2 separate regions of the Danio rerio genome follow, and region 2 is linked to region 1. Evidence: chromatin contacts called from public HiCAR-type data. All regions are on one chromosome and are shown on one strand. The core of a region is the stretch at or near the end of the contact, and the rest is flanking DNA. Distances in the headings are between cores, read along the strand shown. Region 1 has its middle 63 kb from the start of fscn2b. Region 2 overlaps bahcc1b (BAH domain and coiled-coil containing 1b).

Evidence for each region. HiCAR-type assays count read pairs that join an accessible place to other places.
Region 2: a HiCAR-type map of caudal fin shows a contact between it and region 1, with 4 times the contacts expected there. The contact joins two enhancer-like sites. A contact is called at or near these places in 2 of 4 datasets of contacts at active chromatin or transcription factors (caudal fin and embryo).

The regions. Positions count from the first base shown.
Region 1 is chr12:36,427,319-36,430,889 of GRCz12tu, forward strand. No RefSeq gene overlaps it. Among named protein-coding and RNA genes, the nearest start is that of fscn2b, 63 kb to the left of the region's middle. Within about 2 kb of position 1,738, at least 9 of the 62 cell types and tissues checked have an H3K27ac peak or open chromatin away from gene starts, as enhancers often do.
Region 2 is chr12:36,638,519-36,642,089 of GRCz12tu, forward strand. All of the region lies in intron 1 of bahcc1b (BAH domain and coiled-coil containing 1b), which reads right to left. Among named protein-coding and RNA genes, the nearest start is that of bahcc1b, 27 kb to the right of the region's middle. Within about 2 kb of position 2,298, at least 57 of the 62 cell types and tissues checked have an H3K27ac peak or open chromatin away from gene starts, as enhancers often do.

The DNA of each region.
Region 1 (3,571 bases), core at 488-2,987:
AACTATAGTCATTTCAACAAAAAGTTAAGTGCCATGTAGGGAATTTTGGGAAAGTCAATTTACAGTTGTATATGTTTGTGTATGGCGAGGCAGTGGCGCAGGTAGTGCTGTCGCCTCACAGCAAGAAGGTCGCCGGGTCGCTGGTTCGAACCTCAGCTCAGTTGGCGTTTTTGTGTGGAGTTTGCATGTTCTCCCTGCCTTCACGTGGGTTTCCTCCGGGTGCACCGGTTTCCCCCACAGTCCAAAGACATGTGGCACAGGTAAATTGGGTAAGCTAAATTGTCCGTAGTGTATGAGTGTGTGTGTGTGGATGTTTCCCAGAGATGGTTTGTGGCTGGAAGGGCATCCGCTGCGTAAAATCTTGCTGGATAAGTTGGCGGTTCATTCCGCTGTGGCGACCCCGGATTAATAAAGGGACTAAGTCGACAAGACAATGAATGAATGTTTGTGTATTTGTTTAACTGCATATGTTAAGGAAACATACTGTTAACCAGAATACTGATTCTACACTGCACAATTGAAATTAAGATTATTTTTAAAATTGTAACAGTATATGGTTATCATTCAATTCAATTCATCCTTATTTCTACAGCGCTTTTACACTGTAGATTGTGTCAAAGCAGCTTCACATAGATTATAGTAAATTGAAGTGTTAGTCCAGTTTTCAGAGTTGAAGTTCAGTTTAGTTCAGTTCAGTGTGGTTTAATTGTCACTGCTGAAAGTCCTAATGCTGAAGAGCAAATCCATCGATGTGCAGCTCTACAAGTCCCAAAACCAAGCAAGCCAGTGGAGACAGTGACGAGAAACAACAGCTCACTAAATGAAGAAAGTGAAGGAAAAAAACCCCGAGAGAAACCAGGCTCAGTTGTGCACGACTATTTCTCCTCTCATCAAAGATATTTTTATATTTCAAAAGTTTAAAAAACAATATTTATTAATTCTAAATGAATCTCTGAAGCATTTCATGTGTTTTGTTATTCTGTGCAACAGCATACACAAAAACTGACAGCATTTTTGCAAGAAATGTTGGAAAAACTGTCAAATATCTTGCATAATAAAACTCAAATACACTAAAACTGTAAATCATAAATGCAAAGAAACTGACAATTGTTTTCATGGCTGTATATCTCATAAAGGGGGAGCGGTGGTGCGGTGGGTAGCACTGTCGCCTAACAGCAAGAAGGTCACTGATTCAAGCCTCGGCTGGGTCAGTTAGCATTTCTGTGTGGAGTTTGCATGTTCTCTCAGTGTTCGTCTGGGTTTTCTCCGGGTGCTCCGGTTTCCCCCACAAATCCAAAGACATGCGATATAGGTGAATTGGGTAAGCTAAAATTGTCTGTAGTGTAAGTGTGTAAATGAGATTGTATGGGTGTTTCCCAGTGCTGGGTTGTAGCTGGAAAGGCATCCGCTGCGTAAAACATATGCTGGATTAGTTGGCGGTTCATTCCGCTGTGGCGACCCCTGATTAATAAAGGGACTAAGTTGAAAAGAAAATGAGAATGAATGAATGAATATCCAATAAAAATGCAATAGTCATTAAAATGTATTGTAGAATTGTTATAAGAGAAGAGTAAAAAGTTTAGGGTTGCAGTCGTCTTCTGTTTCCCTCTGAAAGTATCTGGCCTAAGCCTCACGGGGGATCTATTTTATTTTTTTACTCTGCCATCAGTGTTTGCTGGTATGTTGCCATGGAAACTGCTCATGGTGATGGCCACTGCTGAGTGGGAGTTTAATGAAGGGGGTGTAGATGGTTTCTCCCATACATTAGAATGCAAGCATCATAACAACTGCAGAGTACTGGAGTCCTGCACCATCCAGAGCATGTAGGTGAGTGTATGTCTGTGTGTGTGTGTGTTCTGTTCGAGGATTTATATATGGCTGTATGGTGGCAGCTTGTTTGTTCTTTGTGTGCGTCATGTGATAGAGGCTTGCTTGTGTGTGTGTGTGTGTGTGTGTGTGTGTGTGTGTGTGTGTGTGTGTGTGGAGACAGATCTTATCATTCAAAGCTGGACCCTTTGTTGATGAGAAGACGTCAGAGGGAGTGATTGATGGAGCTGTGAGTGATTCAGTGAGATGAAAGGATGAAGAGTCTTCGCTCAACACACACACACACACACACACACACACACACACACACACACACACACACACACACACATATGCACACGCACATTATGATTGATACATTCAGACCCATGACCCACTGCAGCTCATAGTGAGGCAAATGTTATGCTACATATTGATAACATAATTTTTCTTTTCAAAAACATGTTTAGAACAAAAACATCCATTTTCATTTCATGCACAAAAAAAAAAAATCAGTTTGGACGTCATGCTAAAAATCTATAATAACAGGGGGCATCTAGAATCTTCTATCAAGACACATTTACCAAAATTACACAAGATAAGAAGTTGGTTTCTGTGAAATGTGAAGATAAAGCAAAAAATAAAAGCAGAAAGGTCTGGCAGAAATCAAGTCATTTTCATACCCCATTAGCTGAAACATTATTTGTTCTTGGTTGAAGCATGAAAACACTTCTTCATATTCAGTTTCTCAGAAAATGAGTTAATGCCTACAATTTGAATCTCAGGTAAACAACTTTGATGTCATGATCTATTATTGCGAATGGCTAAAAGTCCTTAAATATGTTTTAGATTTTAAAAATGCACTAGTGCCAACATAAGTTTGGGTGTTATGCTTACTGTCCATAATATTAGCATGATCATGACAAATAATTAGTTGTTTGGTAAATGATTCTTATAACAATTTTTAATTATGAACCTTTAAAATATCCATTTTCATTTGAAGCAACAAAAAAAAACAAATTTGACATTGTTAAATATCAACGACATTAGAATGAGATAAATAATTAGTTAAAGTAGTGGTCCACTATGACATCATATTGTTAACTTTAGTTGATGTGTAATGTAACATAAACAATCAGTTCAATGCAAAGGGAGACATTGGCTTTTACAGAGTTAGCTTAGCAAAGCCTACAGTCAACAAAGTTTGGGGATTACAAAAAAATAGCAGCAAAGGGGCGTAGCCAGAGGTGTTGTATAATATCAAATTCATATTTATCCATCAAACCGCTGTAAACAGCCTTGCATTCTACTTCTCAAATAATGAACTCATAAAAGATATGTGAACATTTCATATTACTTGCACATGCTTATTCTGAATATATGTGAAAGACACTTCATTCATTCATTCCTTTTCTTTTCAGCTTAGTCCCTTTATTAGTCTGGGGTCGCCACAGCGGAATGTACCAACAACCTTATCCAGCATATGTTTCACGCAGCAGATGCCTTTCCAGCTATAACCCACCAAACACACTCATTCACATACATACACTACAGACAATTTAGCCTACCCAATTCACCTGTACCACATGTCTTTGGACTGTGGGGGAAACCGGAGCACACAGATGAAACCCAAACAAACGCAGGGAGAACATGCAAACTCCACACAGAAACGCCAACTGACCAAGCAAAGGCTCGAACCAGCGACCATCTTGTGAAAGACACTTTTTACATTTTATTTTAAGGACGTGTGTGAGGTTCGGCTGTG
Region 2 (3,571 bases), core at 1,048-3,547, 210 kb after region 1:
AGAGAATGGCTAATTAACAAAATTAGGATTTATACGTGATGCATCATACTATGCACCGATAATAATTCATGTTGTATTTCTCTTGTCCTCTGCAACAGGTGGCCTCTTCTGTAGATCAGTTCCAAATCCTGCTGGCTGTTTTATCACTGGACAGCAAGAACACGAGTGATATTTCATAGGGAAGGCTTAAAGGGTGCCCAGACATTGAGTTTTACAAGCTACATGAGCAAACGCCCCCCTTGGCAAAAGGAAACAGTGCTGTACACATATTCTCTCTCGCACACACATAGACTCAATCACACACACTCTATATCCTGACAATGTTAGCTGGAAATAAAATTTTAGTACCCCTGGTAATAATGTGCAAGTCGTGTTGAAGACCAGGGCACAACTGAACACATAGGCATACATATGTTGTATGCACAATCTCTGTTATTAACAAATGCTCAACTGTGGTGCTACATGTTTTGGTGTATCACTGCAAAAAATATCATCATTAAATACAAAAACACTGATAAAAAGTATTAGAAAATTTTACTATTTGCTAAACTGTAATAATAAAACTCAAACAACAATTTGCAAATGAGAGAGCGTTGCATTTTTTGGAGCAGGTTTATAAGTCTCTAAAAAAAACACTGCATTAAAAAACAGATCTAGTGTCTGATCCTAAAACTTCAAATCAAATCCAAAATGCCTCCCCATTCCCCTCTCTGCACGCGCTGCTGTGTTCTTTATAGCTTTTAAATGGGGCTCCTTACAGACCACCACAGGGGGTCTGCAGCTAGCTCAGGGGTAAATGACAGCCATGTTATGTTTATCAGAGTTAACGCTGGAGATTGCATTCAAAATTCCAAACATTATTGGCTAGTTATTGCACTGTAATGCTGACATGCAGAACTCTCTTAAAAACACAGGCGAAATCAATCGAAACGAAAATGGGGCATGACTTCGGCAAAAGAAAGGACGATATTATTTTATTACTTGTTTTGTATTTTTCGTATATCAATCTAGATAGATAGATAGATAGATAGATAGATAGATAGATAGATAGATAGATAGATAGATAGATAGATAGATAGATAGATAGATAGATAGATAGATAGATAGATAGATAGGCCTGCGAAAAAAAGGGACACTCAGGTCTACTTAAACGTCTAGAGAGGTAGTAATTCGCGCATTCGGGGGTGCACCAAATGTGCGTCAAATGATCAATTGTCATGTACTTGGTGACAGACGGACTACGAAAAAGGCAGATCAACCCGAAAGTCGAGTAATCACCCCTCTACGGAGTTATCCATTAATTCAGGGTTAAAGTCTATTTGCATTTAGACAAAGAGAGATCGTCCATCCATCACCGAGTCGAGGGTAAGAAGGAGGGGTAAAATAGTTCTCTTGCAAATAAATCTGTTGCCCTCCGGGGTGCGTTTACATAGGTGTGAACTGCGACTGTTGGAAAGCTGAGAGTAATTCATTTGAAATGCGAAACCTCAACTCACAATACTTTCAAAACAGGCATGCATTTACTTTTCTTTTTTTCAAACACTCTATAATAATTCTCATTTAAAGCATTAACAGGGATTTTTACATGATACGGTGTTTAGCAGATCATTGCTCACAAAGATCGTTAGAAATGTGATTGAATTAATATTTCAACAAGCGCGCGCACAGACCAGACATATAGACTACACAGTGATCAGTTAATGATTTCATCATCACAATTTATTATAACATACTTTCTAATATAATTATATTACCCTGGTTTTCCAATCAATAAAGCCTAGCAAACACTCTTAGCTTTCCAAATTTGGCCAAGCAGAACATCTGACCAGGGCATTAACCACGATCATGAGCTCTCTCTATTTGAAATACTGCATGCTTATTTTAAGGTGGATACGTGTTGAGACTTCAAAAGTGGTATTACATTTCATTAAAAATAATAATAATGATAATTATAATCTCGTTGATTCAATCAATCTTAACTGATAATAAGCTGCGGAATGCATGATTGTCATTTTTTATTTGTTTACTAAATTATATCAGTTTACAAACGATGTTATCTATGAACGCCACACTTCTCCCGTTATTCAGATCAATTTCTCCAACCATGTGTTTTTATGAGGTCAAAATAAAACTGTGGCACGACGGGAATGTACCTATAAGGTTTGCAGTTGTTTGTGTCTATCGAGTCCACGGATCCCCCTTAAATCTGGGCTACGTTTGGTGGGAATTCCTTTTGCGCGGCTGGCCAAGGGCTCCCTCCCGTAGATCCAGCGGGTTTCCCCTCCCCCTCTCCACCTCAGCGGCTGGGTTGGGGAGGGGAGATCCCCTTGCTCGACTCCTCTCCAACCCCGCTACCTAAAGACGCCTGTTAATTTGCGTTAAGAAGAATGGCGCGCCTCCGTTGCTTCAAACCATGTTTTGGAAATGGACGACTGCGCACCTACGGTGGAAGATATGCAACATGCCAAATGTTTTGCGTCTTTGATTCGTCTAGATCGTGCTTATGGAATACAGCAGTGAGGAAGATTGTATCGCTGAGCAGAGCGGACTGTATCGTCTGGAGCAGAGGGAGGGCTAGATAGCTTATTTCACAGTCTTGTCCGAGATCTGTTTTTACATGCAGTCTTTAAAAACAGTAATTGGTACTTGGCACCGCGAGCATGAACGTTCTTCACCGCATACAGCGATCTCATGGTGTCATGCAACATGGTCACGGATGTCGACTATTTGTTAATGTTTCCAAATGGCACTACGAGATCAGCACGCGCTGCAGCATTGGTGCGTCATAATGACCAACAAGAGATTGGAGAATTTGGCGCGAGTTTCGAATCTCGCGCTCGCTTGTTTTCTTCTACTCGACTTCAGATATCAGCCCTGCGATATCAATCATGCTAAATCAACAAGATTTGAATTTTTGTCTGGTTAATCAAATTCATCGTTTTCATATCAAGGATGATTTATATGCATGGGGATGTTTCGGAGGTCGCATTGTCAGGTGGGATACAGTGAATTATTTATATATTTATTTACCCAATATTTTATATATTGCACACTGTTGGCTATAATAAATTGTATATATACAGATTTAATTGAGTCACTGTTAATATACACAAAATATACAATAGGTTATAAATAAAAACACAAACTGCAAAAAGACAAGTGATGTTTCTTACTTTCTTAGTCCTTCATTTTAGACAAAACAGCATGTGCAGAAAACGAAGCTTAAACTGTAATAGCATTTTGTAAAATACCGAATACATTCTGCATTTGTGCAAAATCTAGGCATATGCAATTGTGATTTTGGGAAATTGAAAAATAATAATGATTATATATTACTTTTCAATCAATTAATGTTGTAAATTTTTATTTGTTATAGGCCTATTTATATTTAATTATTCTGGTAAAATGCAATTTATGGATTGTTATTTTAATTTTCTTGTGTGGAAAAATAAACTTATTTATCTTATCATAAAATGTATTGCTACATTATTTCGACATATGCCTGTATGTATATATATATATATATATATATATATATATATATATATATATATATATATATATATATATA